3 separate regions of the Gossypium hirsutum genome follow, and regions 1 and 3 are each linked to region 2. The links are chromatin contacts, called in public Hi-C maps. All regions are on one chromosome and are shown on one strand. The core of a region is the stretch at or near the end of the contact, and the rest is flanking DNA. Distances in the headings are between cores, read along the strand shown. Region 1 holds the start of LOC107916774 (myb-related protein 308). Region 2 holds the start of LOC107916745 (CTL-like protein DDB_G0288717). Region 3 has its middle 47 kb from the start of LOC107916774.

Region 1 (4,291 bases), core at 715-3,214, 210 kb before region 2:
CCAATAATGAAAACAAGGACCGCAAGTTGCAACCAGGTCTGCACTGCCTGTATGGATAATTACACGAAAAATAAAGGGAAATTGAGGTAAGGTGTGAAGTTTGGACATCTGAAACAGACCTTCCACTAAGGTTAAAAGAGTCCCACATGGTGGGGGCAGCCAAAAGGTAGGTAGGTAGGTAACGTAAGGGTCTAGAGCCACTTTTTGGACAGCTCTTCTTATTCATAAAGTTTTTGTTCAAACTCAATACCTAAGCACATGATATCCACGTTCTGCTGTGATGGTCACCACAATCTGATTATTGCAATCCTTAACCTAAACCCCTTACCCCATTTTTAGGACCTTAACCAATCATGTAGTTATAAAATTAAAATCCCTATCAATTTTTTATTTTATTTTTAAATTCTCTTTTGTTTGGGGGTTTGTTAATAATCAAACAATTCTGAATTCTCTTTTAGGAGTCTTATCTTTTAAAGTCATAGGACAGTCGGTCATGTGGTTGTGCGGTGTGGGAGATTGGGATTGCTTGGGTTAGGAAAATGACTTGGTTAAAAAGCCAACCTAACTGATTGCGATCATGATGTGCGCCGTCTGATTGAAACAGGTTAGGCACCATTCAATTAATGCGTGTAGGTAAATGTTTTGATCCATCATTTTTTAGCCCATTCTTAATTTTCTTTTTTCCCCTTATGATGTAAAATTCAATTTGTTGTTTGTTCAAACGTTGAGAAACAAAACAAAATGGATAAGCATAGGTGGGTTTTTAGTTAAAAATAAAGATAATAAAAGTAGAAAAAAAATAAAAATCTTAAATGGTGACCCTGTCTGTCCCCCCCTCCCCCATCCCCGTATAGTTGAACAACAAATAAGGCCAGGTATTGGACTAGTTGCAAGGACAGTCAGAAAGGTGAAAAAAGTAGGTGAAATCTCCCCCTCTCCCCCAGTCCTAAAAACAACTTGTTCTCATCATCCTTAGCTCTTACCATCCACTTGAATTTCATGATGAGAGAGAGAGAGAGGGGGGGGAGAGTTTTGTTATGAGTGGTGGTGGGTGACAAATATCAGTATGCAAATTGGAGAGGGAAAGATAGAAAACAACAAAAAGGGTGAAAAAAAGAATCAACCTTTCCCATCCCTAACCTCACTGCTGCCCATTTGTTGCCTAAACTTAAACCACAAGGTTTGGGGGGAAGAACCAAAAAGAAATAAAAAGGAAAGTGGAAGGTGGAAGGTGAACCAAAGCCCACAAACAAAGACAACCACAACCACACTCATATAATATTAGACTTATTTTAGAGTATTTATCTTTTCCCTATTCTCCCTTTTTCTTTCATCATCATCCTGCCCCTGAACCCCAACCTCCAAGTCTTCTAGAACCACCCCCCTTTTCTCTCTCCTGCATGATGATGGTATACCAATAGAATAAAGATCCACAACTACCACCCTATTTCATGATTTCTTCACTAATATATCCTATCCACCACTCCATTTCACTAATATAGCAACCTTTTATATATATATATATATGTTTTCCCACCAACATATAAAAAATACTTCCAGCTTCAAGATTTGATTTTTCTTGTAAACCAAAACTAGTCAACTGGACAACATTTAGTGTCATATATTTACACAAAAATAATTCTGTAATGGAGCTTAATATTATAGTTAAGGTTCTTTAATCTTATAGTATTCAGACTTTTGAGTCATAGCACTCTCTTTCTAATTCTTTTTCAATTACAAAAGAGATCACACCGGTTAATAAAGAAAAAAAAGTGTGATAGATAGATATTGAGATTTAAATCCGGAAAACCTTTGGTAAGGATGGATGTTAGTTCCAACAACATGATAAAATATTTAAGTTGAACATGTACTCTGGTACATGTTGTCTAATTTGAGTTGGGGGAAAGATTATGAAAGCTAACTAAATTATTAATCTAAAGTAGTACAGGTTTAGACAAAGGGCCAAAGGTAGGGAAAAAAAACTATTATAGAAAAAGAATGGGGTGGGAGAGAGCAGAGATCACACTTTGTCCTACCCATGCTTTAATACCTTACTTTACACCTACCTAAAGGTTACCTACAGTTAATATATATCCCTTTTAACTTATTATATATGATTGATGCTAATATCATCAAGAGAGAGGCTACCAGCCACTCCCCTCAAACCTGTCTCACCAACTCACATCTAGAAGCTAAAATTAGGGTCACTGCGCTCTTTCTCTTTCTGGTTGTGTGTGTGTGTAATAGTCAAAAGGCTATATAAAAAAGCATCTAAAGTGCTCTCAAAGGGCCGGCCTCAATGTTCCTGCAACACAAAAAACAAGGCCTCCATTTCATTTTCCACCCTTACTACTTCTCCTAGATTCTAAATATAATATATACACGCACATATATATGATATCATAGTATATTTTATACTAGTTTGTATAGTATTGAAAAACTGCAAACGTAGGCTACTAGTGCTGCTAGTTTCCACAAGTTGAAAAAGGTTTCTTTGTGTTACTGAATTATGGGAAGGTCTCCTTGTTGTGAGAAAGCTCATACGAACAAAGGTGCGTGGACTAAAGAAGAAGATGATCGCCTCATAGCTTACATCCGAGCCCATGGTGAAGGTTGCTGGCGTTCACTCCCTAAAGCTGCTGGCCTTCTCCGCTGTGGCAAAAGTTGTAGACTTCGTTGGATCAATTACTTAAGACCTGATCTTAAACGTGGCAATTTCACTGAAGAAGAAGATGAGCTCATTATCAAGCTGCACAGCCTTCTTGGTAACAAGTAAGTGTTGTATATATATAGATAGATGATATATTCAACTTTGTTAGTGTGTGGTGCTTGAAATTTTGATTGGTTTTTTATGGGGGATTCCTTGAATTTTATAGGTGGTCTCTTATAGCTGGGAGATTACCAGGAAGAACAGATAATGAGATAAAGAATTACTGGAACACGCATATAAGAAGGAAGCTATTGAGCAGAGGTATTGATCCAGCAACTCACAGACCACTCAATGAGGCTTCTCAGGATGTAACAACAATATCTTTCAGTGGTGCCAAAGAAGAGAAAGAGAAGATTAATACTAACAGCAATAATAACCCTATTGGATTTATCACCAAAGCTGAAAAGAGAATCCCAGTTCAAGAAAGGTGTCCGGACTTGAATTTGGACCTCAGAATTAGCCCTCCTTATTACCAGCAAACCCAACCAGAGTCATTCAAAACTGGAGGAAGAACTCTTTGTTTTATTTGCAGCTTGGGAGTTAAAAACAGCAAAGATTGCACTTGCAGCACCATTACTACTGCTGCTGGTAGCAGCAGCAGTAGCAGTAGCCACAGCAACAGCAACAACAGCAGTGGTTATGATTTCTTAGGCTTGAAAGCTGGTATCTTGGAATATAGAAGTTTGGAAATGAAATAATAGAGTGAAAATTTGGATTTTTAACTATGTAGTTCAACTCCCTCCCCCCCCCCCCCAAAAAAAGAAAAATGGAGAGAAATGACAAGGAGATCATTGTTATTAGTTTTAAAATCTCTTTCATTTCTCTTTTTTATTTCCAATTTGTATGATTATTATATCACATTATATATGCATATATTAGTAGTATAGATGATCATTGTTGTTGGTGAATGTTTATGCATTTATTGAGATATAAAACCTTCTTCTTCTTTCAATGCTAATCACTTCAACTTTGAAGAGAACATGGAAGGTGTCCCTTTACACATTTGTTTTTACCTCTCTTTTCCAATAAAAAGAAATGATCAAATCTTCAGAAGGGTGGCTTTATTTGTTGTTATGATCTAATGTTTATTAGCAGTGAGGGAAGGAGGGAGATTCTTCTCTTATATTTCTTTCATAATTAATATATATATACGTATGTATTTCTCATGGATATAGTCACACAATACTTAATTTCAAATTCAAATCCTAACCGATGCTTACCCTTTATAAAAAAAGAAGATATAGGTTTCTCATTTTATTTTTCAAACTATTGTGATGTATGTAGGTTGGTTCATGTGACAGTATAACAACTTTTTCTTTCTCAATTGAGTTAATAATAATTTTGGGTTTTGCCTTGTTAATAAGGGTAAGCAATGGATAAGCGATGAGAGGAGGAGAAACGAAGAAGAAGGGAGTGGTGGGTACGTAGGCCTATAATTTCTTCAGCCACTCTCATATTAATAATAATAAACCTCCATTCCCATTCCCATTCCCTACAATAAAAATGCGTGAAGAAACTAACAAACTCTTCCATTCCCTGTACCTACCAACCCTAACATTAATCATTTAGGCCAACCCACCT
Region 2 (4,032 bases), core at 789-3,288:
GCCTTGAAAGTATGTCCGTTTCGATTCTCAGTGTTGCAGATGTTTCATTAAGACATCTTTCAGAAATTACCTTACCAACACTAGGATATAGTGTTCTGGCTAGTCGACAAGAAGCTAAAAGGCTGCCTAATCTCAATCGAAAAGGACCTAATCTTAGAAAAGAAGTCAACATGCTGTATTTTGGCATGGCAATTTCAACAAAGAAACTAGAGAAGTAGCTCTCTTTTCATGGCAATCTAGCCCTCTATAGAGATGCATAAAGGAACTAAATGAATTTCATATACTAAGATAAAAATCCATCACAAGAAACACCAGAAGGCGAGGAACACACTCTCAGAGTTGTTGTTAGGAACAAGATCGTTTGACCATTCGTCACTCCATTCAATCAAATGCAAAACAATGTCGTCAAATTGAATCCACAAGTCCAAACCAAAGTGAATTGCCACCATAGTGACCTTCCATACTCAAGTACAAATACTATACTCATATACATCATGCAGCTATAAACCATACTAAAATCGATGTTATCAACTATGTGCCATTACAATTATCCTAAGGTTTATCACCAAGATCTTACTCTTTGATAATTAATCTATTTAAACAGTCTGGTATTCATAATGTAAGCATGCATCCAAAGTTCAAAGCAGTCACTCAGAAACACAAAAATATAAGTTCCAATTCAAGCTTAGTTTGAACTACCCTCACAGAGAAGCACAAATCATCTATAATAATACATTGAATGCATAGATCTTTATTCAGAAAAGCTGAAAACAGTAGGAAGTTACCTCAAAGATCTTCTTATGCTCCGGTGAGGTTTCGTATCATCTTTGGAGAAGTACCACTGAGCAATGGTGCCACTGGTAACATATACCTGAGCTTCCACCATACCGGTCAAGGACCACAACATTGTCAAAATAGCCAATGCAAAATAAGCAGGTACCCAGCTATCTTGTTTCCAAACACAAGTATACTCTCCATTCGATTCTTTAGCCACAATTTTCCCATTAAACCTAGAAAACACCAAGAACACAACAATTGACGCATAATAAGCCACCAATCCAACGGTCAACAACGGTATCACCAAAAACAACCCTAAATTCCTCGAAAGCGCATCGGAAGCAACCCCGATAATCCTCACAGTCAACTCGATCCGATGCCAATTAGCCACAATGATCCAAATAATAACCCCAACTATTAACAAAATGAAAACAAGCACCAAAATTCTATAGACCAAAGGGAAAGCATCACTACAAGAAGAGCTCAAGGTACAAGCAACGAACCAATAAACATCAAAGAAAACCGGCATGATTATAAAGAAAGGAAGCAAGACATAAACGATCTGCTTCGTGTAGTGTTTGAGTAATAAAAGCAAAAGTAAACATATGGGTACACTTAAAACTGAAGTTATCACAAGGGTCCATACTAAATACGTCCAAAGACTGGAACTTGACAACGCAAAAAATGAAGTTTCAGAGACCCATATTTGACTTGATAAAAAGGAAGTGGCTTGAACGCAAGAAGTGGAATTGGAATCGTAAGTGAAGGCCGAAACGTTGGAGTAGTTGTCGTTTCGATGGAAGATTGAGAAAATACCGAAAGCGAAAGTGCAGAGGACGAAGAGAAGGAAGAGTATGAGGAAAGGGAGGTCTTTGAAAGGTCTGGGCCCGTAATTGAAAGAGATCTGGAGGGACTGAGTTGGGTCGGATTCGGAGGGATCGGATTGAGGTGGTTCTTCGATTGGAGGAGATGGGTAGGCAGAGCTGGTGGTGGGTTTGAAGAGGAGAGGTTCGGTGGAGGAAGCGGCGTCGTATAGAGATGTGGATTTGGAAGTGGTGGTATCTTCTTCCGTGCTGCCCATCGCAGCGACGAATCAAGGGACGGAGAAAACAAAACGACCGTGGGGAGAGATGTTTTATCTGATTAGAAAGAAGAAATTTTAGGACTTATGCTTTCAATAATTATTTTTGTTTGTTTTAGTACTTTTTTGGGGATTTATTTAATTTTATATTTATTTTGGGGTGTTTGACTGTTTGTTCATGGAACGGAAGCCGAATTACTAAAACTAAGAGCTGGAGAAGAAGATGAGTGGGTTTGGACCGTTTGGTCGTGGTGGAACGGAACTGTTGAAGTGCCACGTGGAACTATTCATTACTAAAATAAATATGAGATAAATCAATTATATTCGGGTGAAATATTACTTAAAAAATGTCAAAGAAATTTTTAAAAAATTATAATTTTTCTTTTTAAAATAATTAAAGAGCATAAATAATCTTACATATTTATAATTAAATTTCAATAATATATTTTTAATTATTAGAAAAACACTAACTGAATTTAACAAGTGTACATAATGAATTAGTTGGAGTTGATGATCACATATCGGACTATGATTCATGGTATCAAAAAGCAACAATAAAGGCGTTCAAATCTTATTTATTCAGTCCATTTTTGTTTTTTCATCTTGTTAATTTTAGTATTAAAGTGGTCTCACAGGTAGGTAATTTATGACAGATTTTGTCACTCCTACATCAATCCTTTTTTTCTTCTGATCTAAGGGAACGTTTCGTTCACAATACAGATTATACCTACTAGGTGATTTCCCAGAATATAAAATTATCTTTAGTAATCTTAAAATTACTTAATACATTATCAAATATATTTTCCATTATTTTATTTAACTGAAATATAAATCTTATTATTTAAAGTATGAAAAGTATTATTAAATAATGATACACAAAATGTTATATTTTCTCAACTAAAAGTAGTACGACAGAATGTAATAAAGTAGACATGCTAAATTTTGTCAACTAATAATAATTAAGTCATCATTATGGGTTGTAAAGAATATAATTTTATATCACAAACATATATATTTCGCTCAAAATAATTATTTTAGTATTTTATTTAATTTTAACATAATTACATAAAATACCCTCAACGTTTAATATTACGATTTTTTAAAAAATTGATAAATGTGAATTAATCATCAATCAAATGATAAATCTACGAAATAGCCTATATAACATGTCACATAAGCACAATAAAACATTTTTTTCTCAACGCTTTCTCAAATTTTCTCTCTTTCACATTCAAATTCGAATTAAAAATACATATTTCAAAAAATAAAGAATAGAAATTAATAAATAACAAAAGAGGATTAAACTCACACAAAAATATTTTTGAAACAAACAAAGGAATGACAGACTCAATCTTAAAAAAATGAAAAAGGAAACATTAACGTTGAAGTAGTAGAATAAGCAAAGTTCCCTTGTCTTTCTCTGTTCAGTCTATGTGATTAACTTGTGAGCTAACTGAGTTTAGCTCAAGAGAGAAAAAGAATGAATCAGGAAGTGTTTATTTATAGCTTCGTTGCTCGAGGAGCAACGATCTTAGCTGAATACACTGGGTTCACTAGGAATTTCTCAGTAATCACAACTAAGTGTTTGCAGAAACTCACTTCTTCCAACAACAAGTTTACTTACAATTGTGATCACCATACCTTTAATTTTCTTGTTGAAGATGCTTATGGTAATTCCCAGAACTTTGATCTTTTTCTTTCTTTCTCTATTTTTTTTTCTCGATAAACAAATAGGATTGTGGAAGGTTTAAAAGCTGAATTTGGAGGTTAAAGTTAGTAGATCTAGCTAAATTAGTATAAAATAGGATGTGGGATTTGCTAGATTTTTGTTAAAACACTAGAAAGTTAGCTTCTTTTTGTTGTAAGGATTCGTTTTATTCTATTTGGCTGGTGAGAAAACTGAAGAAAATGGTGATGTGCATATAAATATATATATATATATATATGTATCTATATTATGTTTTAATGGATTTCATTAGTTTGCATGCCTTTTTGGATGTCTGCTATATGTTAGTTCATTAACAAAGATGTGTTGATTAGAAAAAAAAACTAACAACTCATGGAAGCTTTGAGAAAATCTAGAAAGAGGGAAAAAACTAAAGATGTGTTTGGAAAGAGAAAAATCTGGAAAAACGTTGACAAAAAAATGTTTTATTGTAACAACAGTTAGAGGG
Region 3 (4,506 bases), core at 164-2,663, 170 kb before region 2:
AGGGAGGACAATGTGTCACCTATAATAAATCTACGAATTTTATAGCTCAAATACTCGAGAATTAGATCGTGAGCTAATTTCGCAATAGTTGAGAGTGTGTTACTTAAACGACTCGGAGAGGTACTTGGACTTACCAAATATGGTGGGACGACAAAAAAAAGTTACTTCTCAAACATTAAAGGATAGAATCAAGAAGAGGATTGATGGGTGGAGTACACGGTTCCTTTCTCAAGGGGGAGGTCTTTATAAAATTGGTGTTACAAGCCATCCAAACCTATTCGATGGCATGTTTTTTGTTACCCAAGATGTTACGTAGGGAAACTGAAAGTATATTAGCGAGGTTCTAGTGGCAAAAAGGGCATGGTAAGAAAGGGATACATTAGTGTGATTGGGCTCGACTTTGCACACTAAAGGAAGATGGATGTTCGGGCTTTTGCAATTTGAAAAAATTCAAATATTGCGATTTTTGCCAAACAAGGCTAGAGGCTTATTAATCAACCAAATTCCTTATTAACTTGTGTTTTAAAAGCTAAGTATTATCCTAGTTCTGATTTTTTAAATGCACGGCTAGGTAATTTACCGACTTACTCGTGGAATAGTATTTGGGCTACCAAAGGTTTATTGCAAAAGGACTTGTGTTGGCGGGCTGGTTCGAGGGAAAGCATTTTAATCTCAGAGCATGCATGGATTCTAGGTTTAATTAATTACAAATTATGTGATGACATGCAAAATAATGTTGTTTCCTTTGTGGCGTAACTTATTTATAATACTACGAGAGATTGGAATAAGGAGATTGTGCTCAATACCTTCTCGTCTAAGGATACGAAATGAATTCTGTGGATACTATTAGCCAAGGAATAGGGGAAAAGCCAAAGCAATTTGTTAAGGGGGAGCTGAATGAAATTTTAATTTTGTATAGTCTATATTTTTTATAATTTTTAAGTATTAAATTAAATTTTTATATTTTTATGGGATCAAAGTGTAATTTTACATTTACTAATTTAAAATTTTAAAAATATTAAAAAGTTTAAATAATAATTTTTCGGGCTGAGGCCCATGCCAGCCCCCTAGAATCGCCTCTGCCAAGGAGCTGACATGATGACTTTGTGGTGTAGCAGGGTGAACACTGGATGACTTACAGACCATTTCTAATGCTTTTTATAGGAAGCTCTAGAGCCTTAAACTTCCCACTAAGATTAAGATTATAATCTGGAGAATTGCTAACAATTATATCCCTACATTTACAAATCTGAACCTTCAACCTTGGTGATTAATACTGTCTGCCCTCGATGTACGGGGGGTATGGAAAATTGGGACCATGTTTTTAGAAATTGCCCTGTATTAGTAGAAGTAAGGTCACAATTAGGCCTTCGTTGGGTTTTAAACAGAGCAGATTTGGGCCGGTAATCACCATACTAGGAGGATGTTTGGAGGAGCACTATGGGCAATCTGGTTAGATAGAAACAAAACGGGTTCATGAACTGGACAGAAGATCGCAAATGATTTACTTTGCAACTTGGTGGAAATTGATAAATCAGAGTTAGATGGGCCTACAAGAATGAGTGCGAATGACCAGTGGCTTCCCCCATATGGTGAACTCATCAAAGTTAATTTTGATGAGGCTTTTGACAAAGATTGTCTTGAATCTTGCTCTAGAATTGTGGCAAGAAACACTGGTGGTTGGGTTCGGGTCTCACGAACAATACTTCATGAAAAAGTTGCGTCCGCTTTCGCTGCAGAGGCCCTTGCATGTTCTTGGGCAGTACAAACAAGTATGGAAATGGGTTGGTCAGATCTCATCTTTGAAGGGGACTCGTTATCAGTTGTTAATAAATGTCGAATAAATTCCCTTGATAAGTCGGAAATTGGTGCTTATAAAAGGAATATTCAACAAATTTCGAAAAAATTCTGGTGGGTGCGATTTCAACATGTGAACAGGAAAGCCAATCAACTTTCTCATATACTAGCGACAGAATGTTTAAGAAGGAATGAGCAAACTTACATGGAAGGTGGGGTTTCCAGATTTGGCGGACGGAGAATGGAAGACGACTGGCCGCGCGAATCAGATTGAAGGAGTTATTGTGTTTAGGGCATGGAAGAATCGGGAACGATGGAAAATAAATGGAAGAGGGTTTTTGGTTCTCTTGGAAGATGTAACCGCTTGGTCTTGAAATGTGGAAATGAATTGATGCGGCTTTTTTCATCATTGAATGTGGCTGGTCAATCTTTTGGTCTGCTTTATTTGTATTTTGAATTATTTTTCCTTAATTTGTTTTAGGACTGGTTGGTTTTGGGCATTATGTTGTTGGGTCAGGTTATTTATGCTTTCTTTCTTTGCTTTTAAGCCTGTCAATTTTGGGTCTTATGCTGTTTTGTTTTTTCTTTTGTATATTAATAAAATCTAGCCCATTTATTGATTAAATTATTAATTTAATATACTTTTATTAATACACATACAAATGTTTATTTAAAATAATTTTTAATTTTCATTTAAAAATATTTGGGATAGTTTGTGTTTAAAAAATAATATATATTGATTAAATAATTGTTGGGATAATTTCTGTTTTTAAAAAATAAAGTATATTGATAAAAAATTATTGTTAAATTTTGTGCAATTTTTTAAATAGGATAAAAAATAAATTTTATACTTGTGAAAATTTGAACAATTTTTTAAAACGATAAAAAAATTAAATTTTATACTTAAATTTTAGGCAGTCAATGTGGAAAGAAATTAGTATTTCCATCTCAGTTAGGAGTTTGACACATTGTATTATATATATATATATAAAATATTAGAGATATTTGTGGGTTGAGTTAAGACACTTTGAGATTTGATTTAGGTATGATATTAACACATTTTATGTTTACCGAAACCTCTCATATTTGTAATTATTTAATCCAAACTCATTTCAGCCTCATCCATATTTTCTTTATAAAATTTAAAAAATATGTTTGTATTATTTTTAAATTTAATATACATGCTTATTTATTAAAATTTTATATACAATCATCTTAACATTTTTAATGTTTCCATTAAAGTAGTTTTATAAAAATACATAAAATAAAACATTAAACAAGTCTAATTTTTTTTCAAGTCCATTTTTTGGGTTTATTTTTTTTTCCCAAATTCCCTCAACTCAGGAGAGCTTTTAGACTTGAGCGAGTAATTTAGTCCATAAATAAGTTTATTCTATATGTGATATATTTAATTTTTAAAGATTATTTTATTATTGAAAAAAATATAATTTTGAGCTCACTTCTAAATAAATATTTTTAAAAAACAAAAAAACAAAAAAGTAAGATGGAGCAATCCTTGAATAACTAATTTTATATTTACTTAGCAGACAGATGAATAACCTGGTTTGCTGATGATTTAATTTGTGATTATGGCGCATTAGACTTTGAACATCAAATAATTAAAAAAAGAATCACTAACATGATTAGCTAAATCATGATGTAGCACTAACAGGGGGAACCTGACATGATGTAGCAGCTTCGTTTTATCCACTTACCTATTCAATTTGCACCAACCATAACTCAGCAGTATTCCTTCAACCCTGCAACCATATAACCCTTTCAATGGAAAATTAAATTATTTTAGCTAATCAGTAACCCTCCATTACAAAAATTCTAATTTGTTCAGCTTCCTAATGTTAAAAAGGCAAAATGATTTATAAGAAAATTATTTGTCTCTCATTTAACATTTTTTTAATTTTTATTATTTATTAAATTATATTAAAATAGATGAAAAAATAATATCTATGTGATAATCTATATGTATAGCGTCTCAGAATCTCTCTCTCTATGTATATATATATATGCTACATCAAGAAAATTGATAGACTTTAAAGTTTTTCATTAGACAAAAATAGTCATTATGGAAGGTATCTTTGAGCCTGAAAAGAAAGATATCTTTGATTCTTTTTCTGGGTACATTGTTCAGCCAAGGTCACCTGTAAATCCAACAAGTTGTTAGCTAGGGTGCAGCTACGTTCCCATCATTTAAAATATAGGACAAATATCTCATATCTTACTGGCCAGCCAGCATTCCTGACTTCCAGGATCCAACCATAGAGCGTCCCATTTTTGTAGAATTCAAATTAAATTAAATTTTATTGTTTTGAATTGATTTAATTTATTGATTTTTAAAATTTTAAATTTTTTTTCATAGGACTTTTAAATTATTTTTTATTATTTTAATATATAAAATACCTTATATAAAAAATAAATTATAAATTAAATAAAACAGAAAAATCCAGTTCAGTTTGGATAATTGAAGTTTTTTAACTAAAACTAAATCAGACTAAATAGAATTGAACTGAATTTTAAAAATAAATAAATAAATCGAAATCAAACCAAACACTATAATTTAATTCAATTCAATGCAATTTTCTCATCTCTAGCAAAAGGACAAAGTGAGGACTTGTAAATTGACCATATAAAACAGTAGAGAAGCCTGCAAAAAAAGCACCAATGCCCCCCCAAAATATCATTCTAAATGTGGGC

Evidence for each region. Hi-C and Micro-C count contacts between places; a contact is called where the count stands out from the background.
Region 1: a contact with region 2 is called in a Hi-C map of leaf, with 2.9 times the contacts expected there. The contact joins the promoter of LOC107916774 here to the promoter of LOC107916745 in region 2. A contact is called at or near these places in 7 of 34 Hi-C or Micro-C datasets (callus, leaf and petal).
Region 3: a Hi-C map of leaf shows a contact between it and region 2, with 2.6 times the contacts expected there. The contact joins the enhancer-like site here to the promoter of LOC107916745 in region 2. A contact is called at or near these places in 5 of 34 Hi-C or Micro-C datasets (all in leaf).

The regions. Positions count from the first base shown.
Region 1 is chrA01:106,244,202-106,248,492 of Gossypium_hirsutum_v2.1, reverse strand. LOC107916774 (myb-related protein 308) reads left to right here and starts at 1,964. Exons shown (of 2, transcript XM_016846145.2): 1 at 1,964-2,772; 2 at 2,877-3,662. The coding sequence starts at 2,510. The coding sequence ends at 3,408.
Region 2 is chrA01:106,033,048-106,037,079 of Gossypium_hirsutum_v2.1, reverse strand. It overlaps LOC107916745 (CTL-like protein DDB_G0288717), which reads right to left and starts at 2,038. Exons shown (of 3, transcript XM_016846112.2): 1 at 786-2,038. The coding sequence starts at 1,858.
Region 3 is chrA01:106,197,723-106,202,228 of Gossypium_hirsutum_v2.1, reverse strand. No RefSeq gene overlaps it. Among protein-coding and RNA genes, the nearest start is that of LOC107916774, 47 kb to the left of the region's middle. Within about 2 kb of position 1,413, at least 8 of the 9 cell types and tissues checked have an H3K27ac peak or open chromatin away from gene starts, as enhancers often do. A contact at or near this core is called in leaf, where this site is marked.